Regions from separate parts of the Gasterosteus aculeatus genome. Here region 2 is linked to region 1. The links are chromatin contacts, called in public Hi-C maps. All regions are on one chromosome and are shown on one strand. Each heading gives the region's core, a stretch centred on a gene start, on an enhancer-like site or on the middle of the called end of the contact. The rest is flanking DNA. Distances are from core to core; before and after follow the strand shown. Region 1 holds the start of LOC120826334 (transmembrane protein 42). Region 2 overlaps LOC120826198 (oxysterol-binding protein-related protein 10).

Region 1 (6,644 bases), core at 3,829-6,328:
CAAACAAAAGAACAAAGTGCCTCTCCTGCTCTGGTAGAAGGGCATGCTGGCTCTGTACCTGGAGCCCACAGTGTTACCCAACTGATAAGCACACAAACTTAAATAAGCAAGCATCAAGAATACTAATAAATAGCTCCTAAAAGGTTTAGTTCAGCCTGTTCAACTCGTCATTGAAGCTGTATTACATGCACACCAGTACAGCCCTTATAATTGGAAGCTTTTTTGTTTTCTTGCTGAGCATTGGATACAGAGCTCTACACGGCTCTCTCAAGTCCGTCATCGGCGATCACTCACGCTCGACTGTGGTTGTCTTCAAGTTGGTGGAATGGATTGAACGCAGTGTGGGCATTTGTGGTATTAACAGGTGGAGGAGCGGTTTGGTGGTGGGTGCCTGCGTTGCCTTTTTTCTCAAGTGGAATATGTGGGATATTAGATGATTACAGGACTACGGACAAGCAGCTTGGTCTTGGTGTGGATGTGCAGTGAGTGGGAAAGCCACAGTCCGGATGTCAGCATAGCTTTGTTTTGTTTTTGTGGAACTATTAATTGCTAAACCAATAGGGACTGATAGAGCCAGGCTAAACTGAGCTAACTGGCTCTTAGCTGTAGATTCCTATTCCCCGAACAAAAGTGAGGTCAGCATCAATCTTCTCATCTAACCGTGTGCCAGAAGTGAATATATTTACCCCGTTCAACCTCTTTTATCCGTCTACTAAGGTTGAAAGACTCCGCCAAGAATCCACCAATGTGTCCTCATAGCTCCTCGCCACCTACACGCAGCCTCCTCCATCCTTATTCCTCGAGATGCATTGAAGGAATTGGGATGTCCTTTAACGCTGAGATCGATGTCCGTGTCACAAACAGGTGGATGGATAAGCGAGGAATTGAGGTGTCACAAAGTTGGGAAATGAGAAAGGCTGAATGATATTTTACAAAACAGTGTGTTTCATCCAGAATGTGGGAAGGCGGCGGTGCCCTTGTTCTCATCCAACACCTCACTGGTGCTCCTGTGGCTGAATGAGAGGAACCCGTTTTTAAAGATGAAGTCGAGCACGGAGGTCCTCCGTCAGCACACACTCTCAGTTCTAATGCCTCCACGGCATAATATTTTACAGCTTTTAATTGATCCTGGCATCTGAAAGGCATCCGTAATAAGTGTAAGAATGAGGAGTTTTGCCGAGTAGCAGAGTTCATTTTAGGGGAGTCAGAATTATAACAAAAGCTCAGCCATCTCGTCTGGGTGAGCTCGTCCATCCTTGTCCCTGACTGATATCTGCATCCTCATCACATCCTCAAACCACATCTCCTCCTCTGAGACTGAGACTCCAAATCAAAAGCCACATTGGAACGTACCGAGGAACGCGACCGACCCGTTTGTTTCTATGTGTCCGCTGGCGCTGCGTTCGCAGAGAACAGCTACATGGGATTAGCATTCCCCACCTGGTCTAATTGTTCCTGGCAGAGACTGAGATGAGCTCTGCATGTTTTGGGAACATTTTATCTAAACTCTGCTGCCAGCCAACATGTCTTGAATAAAAATGACTCCCTTTCGGCTCTTACTTTGTTTTTTTTGTAAATTAATCTTACAGTTGTTTGGTTTATTCAGTTTCAGGTCATTTTCTCAATGAGAGGGTTCTGTCTGTCTCATTATAAGTTACATGTGATGCTTGACTTGCTAAAAGCTTGCCCATGTTTGAACAACAGCCTGTATTATTCACAAAACCCGGCAACCTTGCTACTACTTAATGGACTGGAAGGGACTGTACACCCTGCAAAGCTGACAAGGTCATAAACCTGTGTGTGTGTGTGTGTGTGTGTGTGTGTGTGTGTGTAGGTGTGTGTGTCGTTGTGTATAAGACGGTAAACTGAGAGCAGGAGTCATTTCATAGTTCAAGGGTGTGTGTCTGCCTGTGAGTGAATATTTGACTTCTCAGCATGCTGCCTCTGTCCATGGGGCTGATGGATGAAGTCGTGCATATTCATCAAGGCAGCTAAATAATACGGCTTCCTGATACACAGAGATGGATGTGGAGGCTGTAATGGTCACACTTCAGATAGCGTCATACGGACGCTACTTGGAAGGTCAGAACAACTTTAAAAAGCTCTGCAGGAAAGATGATGGCTAATTTAGACCAGGGTCTAAAAGACCGTAAACACAACTGCCCTGTGTATTGATGTTAAAAGAAAGCCAAGGCACTTTAATTTTTTATATCGTACAAGTGAAAAACTGTGTTTAGATACCAAAACAAGCATTGTAAATGACATGACAGCATAGGATGGAATCTGCAAGTATGCAAGTCTTTGCACGATCAGATATCACAATGTCATTTCTTTTATCAGCCAACTTCTGCAACAGCAACACGTGACACGCGCCACCTGATCCATTCATAACCTTAACTGGGCAGGACTCTCCTGCTCGGCTAGATAACACTAACAGAGCTTGCAATCAGTTACATTATGATGTGTTTATGCTTTATCCTACGTTATAATAGGTTATAATATTATCACAGTGTGTTCAAATCTAATCTTGTGAAAGGAAGTTTGGGCAAGACACTTGAATAAGTACAGTTGTTTAGGAAAAGATTTGTTTTCACAGCATTAAAACATTAATTTGAGGAAATCGTGACCTGACCTTTGACCTGTTTTTAAAGCCCTGGTATCAGGCCGGTACTCTGCAAATATCGCGAACAATTAGAAATAAAAACCCAAACAATTCTAGAAAACAGTGTACTCGTCCCATTATTGTAATTTGTTCACTTTTTTGTTAAAGCTCTGCTGCACTGTTTAAAAGCAACAGTATGAGATAGCTAAAATATTCCAATTCATTAGTAGCACATGCCACAAAGTATGATTCTGATAAAAAGTGTTCAAGTTCCTATACGTTCAGTTATAGTTAAGGAGTTTTTTCATAAGAACTGTGACTTTGTTACTTTGAAGAACTTGCCAAGCGAGTTCACACAATGTGCAAAACGCCCATCAGGGTAACATGTCTGTATTTCGCAGTGTCTGGTGTCCGTGGCATCTTCTCTGCACTTCTGAAAAAAGAGCTCATGGGATCCGGAAACAGAGAGGGACCAAAGCACCAGAGCTTCAGCTTGGTGTGTAGCATGAGCTATAAGGCTTTCTCAAGAAGTTTTACCTTGAGATTAAATGAAGCAATAACAAAGAGAAAATCATTTTAAAGAATGTATCCATTCATTTGTCAGAATCTACTGCGAGCAATTGACAGCTTTAAAGAGTTGAAATGGTTCCACTAATGAACCCTTCACTCTGAGGGTGGTATTTGTCTTCTTCTTATTTAATCACTGTACAGGACCAGAAGCTGAAGAGGTGAAAGAAGGCACTGCAAGGCAGCGATAGACTTTCAGTTGAAAACCCTCCGTGGGCTTAATTATCGCTCCATTGAACAGGAGCATAAGGGACCGGACCGCCAATTTGCACTGTGGTATTTGTCAGAGGAGCTTCATGCTGGAAACTACAAGTAGGAATAATAGCTAATGGCTCCTCAGACTTTGTCCTGCTAAGCAGAGACTCCAGGCGGAGGACGGGTGTCAAAATGTGACAGGCGGAGGACGGTCATTTCCCTTAAACTTGTTCCAGGGAGGATGAGAGCGGGGAGCCTTCTGACAGAGACACCTTGCTGCTTTCCTTCTGCACTGTCACAAGGTTCTTTTGGTTCACTGCAAATAACACAAGCTCTGGCCCTGCATTGTTGTGGCCTTGCGTAATCCCTGCAGTTATGTTACGAGGTCACCAAAGCAACCAGGTTGTATTTCAAGCAAATCGCTGCCTCAGAGTGAGTTATTTGCATGAGGTCGAGTTGAATGTGGACGTATTTGTCTGAAGCACGTTGGAGACACCTGCTGGCCTGAAAAGCCAACTCGGCTTTTACATTTCATCAGGATGAAACGGTGAGGGTCACCTTCAGGACGTGATCACATTTCCTTTAGAGGGTTGTTCTGCCCATACTAAACAAAAGGTAGATACTATATGGTCAAGACTGTGAGTGCAGTTACTGCTCTCGCAGTTTGTGAATCACCACCTCCATCTCTGCACGTTCAGACAGTCAAACAGACAGACAGCTAATAGGCCCCTTTCTCACAGGATGTAAATAATGCTAATGGTATCACCTGAAAACAACTTGACAATTGCGCCCCCCCCCTTTCTCGAATCTGGGGTCGCTGGTGACCCCAGATTTTTTAAGTAAACGCCCTCAGAACCGATTACTTGGCACGCCATCACAGTGGAGGAGTTACCGGCTAACGGGACAAACTGACATGTTGGTAGTGGTGTCCATGTTAAATAAAGTGGGCTGTCGCTGAATCACACAATTGATTGTTGGGTCAATTCAGATACAGTTGTAAACTGACTTTATTGTGCTTTTTATCGTTGTGCATTTCACAACCACATCCCCATAAGACAATTCAAAGTTATAGCAAATTATCTACATTTTGTTTGAGATAATATGGTCTATAGTTCAGTAAATAATCAGTATAAAAAGGCTCAAATAAACCTTTAAACCTTTATGCGTCTGGGCATTATTCCAGTTCATCAATTATTATTCACTATTCAGCTTAATATAAACTATTTTCCATTTGTAGCCAAATAAAACAATAACCCAACATTCTGTCTCAGAAATAAGATTTTGTTTTCCGTTTGTCAGAGCATAAATCTTACTGCCAGATTGATTTATTTTTATTTGATTGAAGTTATTATTGTCTTTAAGTCCACTACAACACTGAGACCTTTCTTTCTTTTTGGTGCCTGCCGAGTGTGATGAAGAGACGAATGTCTGTCTTTCATGCTCAGATTAATACAATTCAGTCCAAACCGCACATTCACGGCGATGACTCCATTTTCCATTCCTAATTAGGAGAAAAGGTTAGTTTGGTTCTGGTTCACCCTTTCTGACGGGCTCGTCTCTCTTTAAAGGGCACAGACGAGAGGAGATGAGGATCACGTGTGTGAGCATCTGCTGTCCTACTGCACCCTCACACACACAGACACACACTCTCTCTCTCTTATCCATCCATCCCTCGTGCACCCAGTGTGTTTTCATGCAATGCACCTTTATAATGCAGCTCATCAGTATGCTGCAGGGAACAGAGGTCATACGTTACTGTAGGCTGTGCCCACACACAAGGGCATTAGATTAGCATCGATTGGCCCCTATTAGCCTCTTAGGCTAAATACCAAAGAAGAATACGGAGTACTCCAATGTATTCTCTAATGATCCGCTTAATCTCTTTACAGAGGCTACACAACTGTATCTCGCAGCTGCCTCAAACTCATCCTTCACTCAGTTAAGGTTGCAGCATGATGGAACTACCTTTCCCAGAATGCAACATTAATCCAACCACGGCGCTGCTACGCGTGGACCATGTGTGACACCGCCACCGGACGGACGTCTGGAGACGGTGCAAGAAGACGTGCCACACGCACGCACGCGCGCGCGCGCACGGAGCAGGCACACACGCACGCGCGCGCACGGAGCAGGCAGGCGGCGACAGAAACGTAAACGGCGGATCAGAAAACAATGCGTCTCGGCTCGTCGCCGTCATGTTGCCGGGAGTTGTCTACGCGCTGCTGGCGGGTTTCCTCGGGGCCGTGGCGTCTTCGTCGGCCAAGCTGTCCCTCGGAGCGGACTACCTGAAGGGGGTCTGCGAAACCGGACTCCGGACGTGGGGCGAGCAGCGGAAATTCAGGCACGCGGACGAAACAACCGCCTGCGACCGGGTGAGGCGTCTCCGCGTGGGTGATCTTCACCGCGAGGAGCGAACGGGGTGGAGAGGATGGGGAGGTTATATATAGCTATATCTATATATCTATATTATACATATATATGAGGGGAGGGTTTCTTTCTGAGAAGGTGTTCAGGTGTCGTGTTGTGACCCTCTGCACAGTGACCTTCACGCCGCGCGCACACGTCACAGGATGATGTCACCGACGTCTGCAGACGGCAGTCTGGATTCCTATTTAGTGTTGGAACATCCGAGGTTTACCACCGCTAGAAACGAGTAACACAAAACGCTCCCAATATGCACCATCTGGGATTTCCTAAACCGTGTAATGCGGATGGTATTATAATGCGGTCACTGATATAATTCATTCTTTACAAGAATATTTGCAATGTTTGAATGTAACGTAGTGTACTGAGGTACAATTGTCGATGCCCCTTGTACCTGCGTCTCTATGATGCTCAGTTTATGCATGAAGGCGCACACAAATCAATGGGCATGTTGTCGTTCTGCAGCTTCACATCCCTCTGAGGCTGCTGTGTGGCGGGCTGCTTTTCACCTGCAATGCCGTCATGTGGACCTTCCTCGCTAAAGCACTCAGGTACTCCTCTTCCTCCACCCAAACCACTGTGACCACCACCGCCTCCAACTTCATATCTTCCGTAAGTAACAGTCTCATCCTCTCGTAGCACCTCCCACACGCCCATGTAGTCTGCCGCCACGTGTCCTCTAAGCCTCATAGAAAACCGTTCATTTCAGTCACTTTTGTCCTTCTGTAAGCTGCGTTCGTTTAGAAAATAGAGTGGACTATATTCAACTCCCTGTTTCACATGTTCCCTGAAGGCATCCTTCTCACCGGTTATTTTAATGAAATTGGAGAGAGTGATTTCCTTTTGTAATGAAGAC
Region 2 (6,420 bases), core at 3,266-5,765, 46 kb before region 1:
AAAGTGCTTCATAAACCACTCGTTACAGCTACAGTAGCATTAGGGAATCAAACTAAAAGCTTGAAACAACACATCTATTATAAAAAAACTGCATTACTGTGCGTGTGCAAAGGCCTTGGCAAGGTGAAAAATAGAAATACTCTACACTATTAACTGTACAAAAATCTACTTTTGTCCCTGGAGCGCTGGTTCTAACAGTGGAGATGGCTTTGGCACCTTGATTGTTTCCTCTGGGCGTCTCCATATTGTCTCTCGTGAGTCGGACCTCAGGTGTTGTTCCGCTGTCAGGTGGACTTCCACAGCGGGCTGCTGTAGATCCAACTGTCTCCCTGCACGTGGGAAACGTTGCGGTTTGTAATTCGGGTGGTAGCAGCGGTTTCCTAAATCATTGCAGTCATCACTTAAATGTGAACACAAGGAACATCCCAGAACAGAAAGCTAGCATTAGCTCTTCAGTTAAGCCATTTATAAAAAATGATTGCTGCTTATATTAGAGCATTATTTACCAATCAGCTGCTGGCCTGCCACCAAAACATGCATCGGGTAAATTACACAAGATTCTCAGGCTATAACAGAAGTAATGAATCATTAATTAACATTGTATCTTCCTGATGTTTAGACACAATGACAAATAGTAATTACTGTGCATCGTGTAAATCGGAGGTGATTTCTGACATTATTGGGCGGCTCTAAGACGTCCATGTACCTCCTTGGTGAAGTATTTAGGAGTCCAGGGTTGGTTGTCGGCCGCTCTCTGTCTCTCCTCCCCTCTCTGTCGCTCCTCCAGCCGGTGTTTGTTCTCCGTGGCCTCGTCCATGTTCCCTTCCTTCAGCGACTTGGTGACATGTTGCCACAACCGCCTACGAGCAGGTCAGAAACGACACGTTCACACGCGCCTCACTCAGTGCCGGCCTGGTGTCATTTTCTAACGGGTTTTCACCTGGATTCTGTCCGCCCCTGTTTCTCTACAGGCCGCAGTTCCTTGCGGGTGACGGGGAGTTTGGCCGTGTCGATCACTTTGGTCTCCCCGCTGCTGTACGTGAACTCCAGCGTGCCGTTCCACTCGCCCTGGGCTTTGCACACGATGGTGTTGGTCGGATTGTGTTTGACCTCTGCAGTCACTCTGAGGAAGCCAAGCGGAGACGGTTAAACATTTATTCAGTTGTTTTTGATCCCAGGCAGAATAAGCTCACCCGGCTCGGGCACAAGGCTACTTGAACATCTGGTGTTTGCTCACAGGAAGACAAGACATGCAAAGGAACGTTGGACTGGTGATGCTGATCTCCTTTGTTTGGTTGTCTGCCATATTCTATGCGACGTGAACTGTTGGGGGATTCAGTACATAATGTATTTAAAACCCAGTCTTAAACAATAATACATTATCCTCATTTATTTTGAATATACTGACTTATACCATACTGGGGCTTTCTCAGCAATCCAATATCTTTATTCAGGAACCGAAAAGTTCATCAAAAATGAGTCGTCATGGCCCAAAGGTGACGCTGGTGGTTTTCAAAACCTCACATTGGGTCCCTGCACACTTTTCTTTTTGGCGGATGAGAATAATAACTGTCTTGAAATCAATTTAAAGCTGCCGGGCAAAGACTATTCGTTTTTTGATTACAGTTGCAATCAAAATTATTCAACCCCCCCCATTGCACATTAGGTTTATTGGCAAAATATACAATTTCTCAGCTGTTTGCAATAAACAAATTACACAAGAATTGTTTAAGTAGTTTAATGAAAATATTACAAAGGTTTTATCCAAATTCAACACAAAATGCTACTTTGCTAAATGATTCAACCCCTTCGTGACCAGCATCTTCAGTACTTAGCGCACCCTTTGAAATGATTCAACTTCCTGTATCAAGCACACCTGGTGCAATCAAGGTTACTAATTAGTTCAGGTGTGCTAGAGATAGAACACATAAATACCTGGTCTGGCTCAGGCATATTTCTAAAATGCAAACAAATCCCAAGTCAAAAATTGTCCAAAAAGTTCAGAGGAGAGCTCATTGCCTTGCACAAACAAGGAAAAGGATGCAGAAGCACTGAATGTCCCTAGAAATACAGTTGCAAGCATAGTTTGCAAGTTCAAAGATGAAGGAACAGTGGCTACACTACCTGGACGTGGCAGAAAGAGGAAACTATCAGCGGCTGCCACCAGATTCCTGAGGAGGCAAGTGGTCAAAAACCCTCGAGTGACTGCAAAACACCTGCAGCAAGACTTGGTGGCAGCAGGCACTGAGGTTTCAGTTTGCACAGTAAGGCGCATACTAAACACTGACGGGTTCCATGTCTGGACTCCAAGACGCACACCACTACTGACCCAAAAGCACAAGAAAAGTCTCCTCCAATATGCTGAAAACCATATGAATAAGCCACCGAAGTTTTGGAAAACTAGAACTATTTGGTTCTATGGATCAGCGCTATGTCTGGAGGAAGAAGAACACGCCCCTACAGTGAAGCATGGCGGTTGCTCAGTGCTGCTTTGCTGCCTCCGGCACTGGCAGCGTGTGGAGGGCACGATGGATTCAGTCAAATATCAGGAAATCTTTAGGAAAAAACGGAATGTTGTCTGTGATGAAGCTGAAACTTGGGCGTCATTGGACCTTCCAACAGGACAATGATCCCAAGCGTACCTCAAAGTCCACCAAGGCTTGGTTTCAGAAGAAGCAAAGGAAGATTCTAGAGTGGCCGTCACAGTCGCCTGACTTGAACCCCATCGAAAATCTCTGGGGGGATTTGAAGAAGGCGGTTGCAAAACGCACACCAAAGAATATTACTGAACTGGAGGCCATTGCCCGTGAGGAACGGGCTAAGATTCCTCAGGAACGCTGTCAGAAGCTGGTGTCTGGCTATGCATCACGTTTGCAGCAGGTCATAACAGCAAAAGGGTGCTCTAAGTACTGAAGATGCTTGTCATGAAGGGGTTGAATCATTTTGAGACTGCAGTAAATTCATTAAAAATAGCATTGTGTTAAATTTGGATAAAACATTTGTAATATTAGTTTCATTAAACTACTTGAACAATGATTGTGTAATTTGTTTATTGCAAACAGCTGAGAAATTGCGTATTTTGCCAATAAACCTAATGTGCAATGGGGGGGGTTGAATAATTGATTGCAACTGTAGATTTCAATTGAACAACGCTGTACTAAATACCAAGACTTCATTTTCATGGTTAAACCGTACTATGACTAACTTCCCAAATCCCATACTGACTATTGGGGTTTATTTGACGTACAGGCAGGGAAACGCTCACCTGTGCACCTTCCCTCCGTAGAAAGGTTTAGTTTGGAAAGTGACGGTGGCGGAGTAGCCGCTCTTGACGCAGTTGATGGAGACTTTGCCTCCCAGCTCCACCCAGGGCACAGTGAGGATGGAGCGAGCGTAGGCACACGGCAACGTGAAGACGTACTCCTCATCGTGCTCCAAGAGGCACAGCACCCCTGTAAGGGAAACCTCTTTCAGATGCACCGTAATGTACAAAAACATTTTCTTAGGGAAGCGAATAACTCAAAAGATGTTCTGTAATAATTTGTCCGTTTTTCCGATCAAATGTTGCAGGATTTGAGGCTGATACATAAAAGGTTCCTGGCTAGTGATGCGGCTGTAAAATATTTAAATTTTGCACTTGTCAGACATTTGTACACTCAAATTAAATATCCTACATGAAAAATTAACTTAAATCTAATGACTCTCTCATACGGTTGATATTACATTTCATGTCCCGTGTATAAGCAATAACGACTAACATTATTTAAAGAGATTGCAGGCAGCAATAATGGTTTTCTATTACAATAATAAAGTTGTCAGCACAAATAACTCACTGAAGAACATGTGAACATCTCCTTCAGGCCTTGCGTTCATAAGAGGCTTTATAATAGAACAGATAGAACAGATACAAATAAATACATTTCAAGAAGCTCTGTGTCAAACTGAATTAATTGGATTTGTTCCTATTATTGATCCACTGTATTTTTTAACTCATTTGGCACGAGTCCTTTCCCAATACTGTGCTAAATTTCAAATAAAGTAGTAGCGGGTAGAAAGAACAATGTTTCCGTTAATTTGTCTGAATGATCAACTTCAATAGTGCAGAGAAATAAATGCTCAGTTAGATGAGACCAAAACCGCTCATGTCTGCACAATAGATGAAGATACCACTCACACTTCACACCGGCCATCAGAATCTACCCTTCCTACATATTTCAATGTTGAACTGTTGACTGGTGTGTAATAATTGAGTATGTATCCTTCCTAGCGGCTGATCACAGGGGTCAAAGCAGATGCACTAATGTTTCATTTTTTGTTGCTGAATCCCTGCCAATCAGTGAGAAAACACACAACATGAGGGCCGCCACCGTGACGCTGCACACAGGTGGTCCGAGGCACAGTGAAGCCCGACAAAGCGGTATTGATTTACTGAATGGGTGCAGTGGATTTGGCTGAAGGACTTCCTGCGCTCAGGGTGACTCGTGCTGCGCGCGGCGGGCAGCGCGGGCCGACGTATTGATTTCCACTGTGACCGTGTTCTTCAACCAAAGGGCTGATTAAAGGAAATATTCAGCTTGCACAGGTATCATGTTACAAAAGGTGCGCTGTATTTAAAGGGCCCTGGTTTTGTTTGGAGCTTTGTCATTTCATGGGGCCGTAGTATTAAAAAATATATTTTCTGTAATATTAAGCACAAGATATTTTGTGTATCCGCCTGTACTGTAGAATTTCTGCAGTAATTATATGCTTGTCAGTCCTGTCATTTTGTAATTTAACTCAACAGGATGCTGCAGTAAAAGAACATTTGTGCTCGAACAACCTATCTTGTATAAATAAATAAAGCTTAGCAATATACTCCAGTATGCAGACAGCATATATAAGTGTAACGGTATAAAACATTAAAACTTAAGCCCTGCTTTAGTGTGTGTGACCATTTATACATCCCATGTTACGGGTGAGCTCACCTTCTCCCACCATGGACACTCCGATGGACATCCCCATGAACTTGCTCTTGGTCCACACGTGGGCACTGACGCACATGCTCTTCTCCCGGCACTCGCAGTAAAACCCCGACACCGGCGGGTGATGGGACACCTGCTCGGCCACGAAGCGAACTCGGTAGCATTCTGCGGGCGAATCCTCGGCCTGCTGCGCGTTGCCGGAGGAGCCCTGGCCGGACCGGACCGGCGGTCTGACCTTGTCCCGAGGCACTTCCCAGGAGCAGTGGAAGGTCTCCCCCAGCACGGGGTTGTAGGGCTTCTTGGCCACGGCGCCTTTGCGCCCCTCGTGGAAGGCGGTCAGGTAGTACTCGACAAAGCGCACTATCCGGTCCTCAGCGGTGGCCCCCGCTGTGATTGACAGGAACATGTCCGGGTGGGCCATGAAGTTGGCGTACATCTCCAGCAGTGATCGCTTTTCCAAAATGAAGGTTGGCAGAACCACCTGCGAAACCCAGAGGACACGGCTTTAAAAGTCACACACACACACTCAAAACGTTTATATTCACGTGTCTGTGGCGTCGTTCAAAGGTGCGTTACCCGCGTGAGGTCCATGCCCAGTTTGAGCTGGGAGAGCAGGTGGAGAATGACGCTCCGCTGGTCGTCCAGGACACCCAGGTCCTCCTCGTCGTTGTCCTCCGTGTCCGTCACCTCCTCCATGGGGTCGATGTCCTCCAGCCCCGGGAGGTGCTGAGAAATCACAAAGAGAAATAGAAAATGTAAAAAAACAGATTCCTCCTTTAGAGCTCGCTTTGAGATGATCATGCAGGCATTATTCTATGTTTCAAGATATTTTAATAGCCTCTAAAAGGACACAATCCAAAAGATCAATGTTACACTTTACTGGCAACTTAAGAGACAAGGAGCAAAAAGGGGGTAAATTGCTTTAAAAAACAAAACAAAATTCTGCCAGGCAAAGGAGGAAGATTCTGCCAATGATGCAGTCACACGGAGGACAGACTTAGTTTACTTTAGGTTACAGAAGCAGCTTATAAACACCAAAAGAAGCGCAGCATTTATTTTGGCACCCAGAGTGCCTCTTGTTTACTTCACAGCCCTCAGCAGACGGCACAATGCCTCTACGTGCGCTCTGGTCAAAGAGGTAAGAAGTCGTGTCCGTGTTTGTGTTGCAGCTTTGAACTGGAGAACAAACCCAATAAGAAAACAAGCCTCCCCCCCCTGTATAATAGTAGGGTGAACACTGCAGTGCATGTGTGTCTTGTAGCAAATACCTTATTCAAGGGAAGCTACAACTGGTTAAAAAAAAAGAAAAAAAGAATGAAGGAACAGAACGTGAAGCGAAACACGCAGCATCATCATCATCTCGCAGAGCACTGAAGAAAGATAGATGATGGGATCAGGAGCCTCTCAGTTACCTGAATATTTCATGCATGCATGCAAAAAGCTTCATACTCAATGAGCA

Evidence for each region. A called contact is a pair of places that touch in the nucleus more often than the background predicts.
Region 2: a Hi-C map of skeletal muscle shows a contact between it and region 1, with 4 times the contacts expected there. The contact joins the enhancer-like site here to the promoter of LOC120826334 in region 1. A contact is called at or near these places in 4 of 6 Hi-C or Micro-C datasets (skeletal muscle, tail fin and whole body).

The regions. Positions count from the first base shown.
Region 1 is chr10:6,132,668-6,139,311 of fGasAcu3.hap1.1, reverse strand. It overlaps LOC120826334 (transmembrane protein 42), which reads left to right and starts at 5,078. Exons shown (of 3, transcript XM_040188514.2): 1 at 5,078-5,736; 2 at 6,254-6,400. The coding sequence starts at 5,560.
Region 2 is chr10:6,178,091-6,184,510 of fGasAcu3.hap1.1, reverse strand. It overlaps LOC120826198 (oxysterol-binding protein-related protein 10), which reads right to left. Exons shown (of 14, transcript XR_013450984.1): 8 at 5,538-5,687; 9 at 4,965-5,442; 10 at 3,266-3,452; 11 at 941-1,123; 12 at 707-860; 13 at 217-329. Among protein-coding and RNA genes, the nearest start is that of LOC120826198, 39 kb to the right of the region's middle. Within about 2 kb of position 4,515, at least 1 of the 9 cell types and tissues checked has open chromatin away from gene starts, as enhancers often do.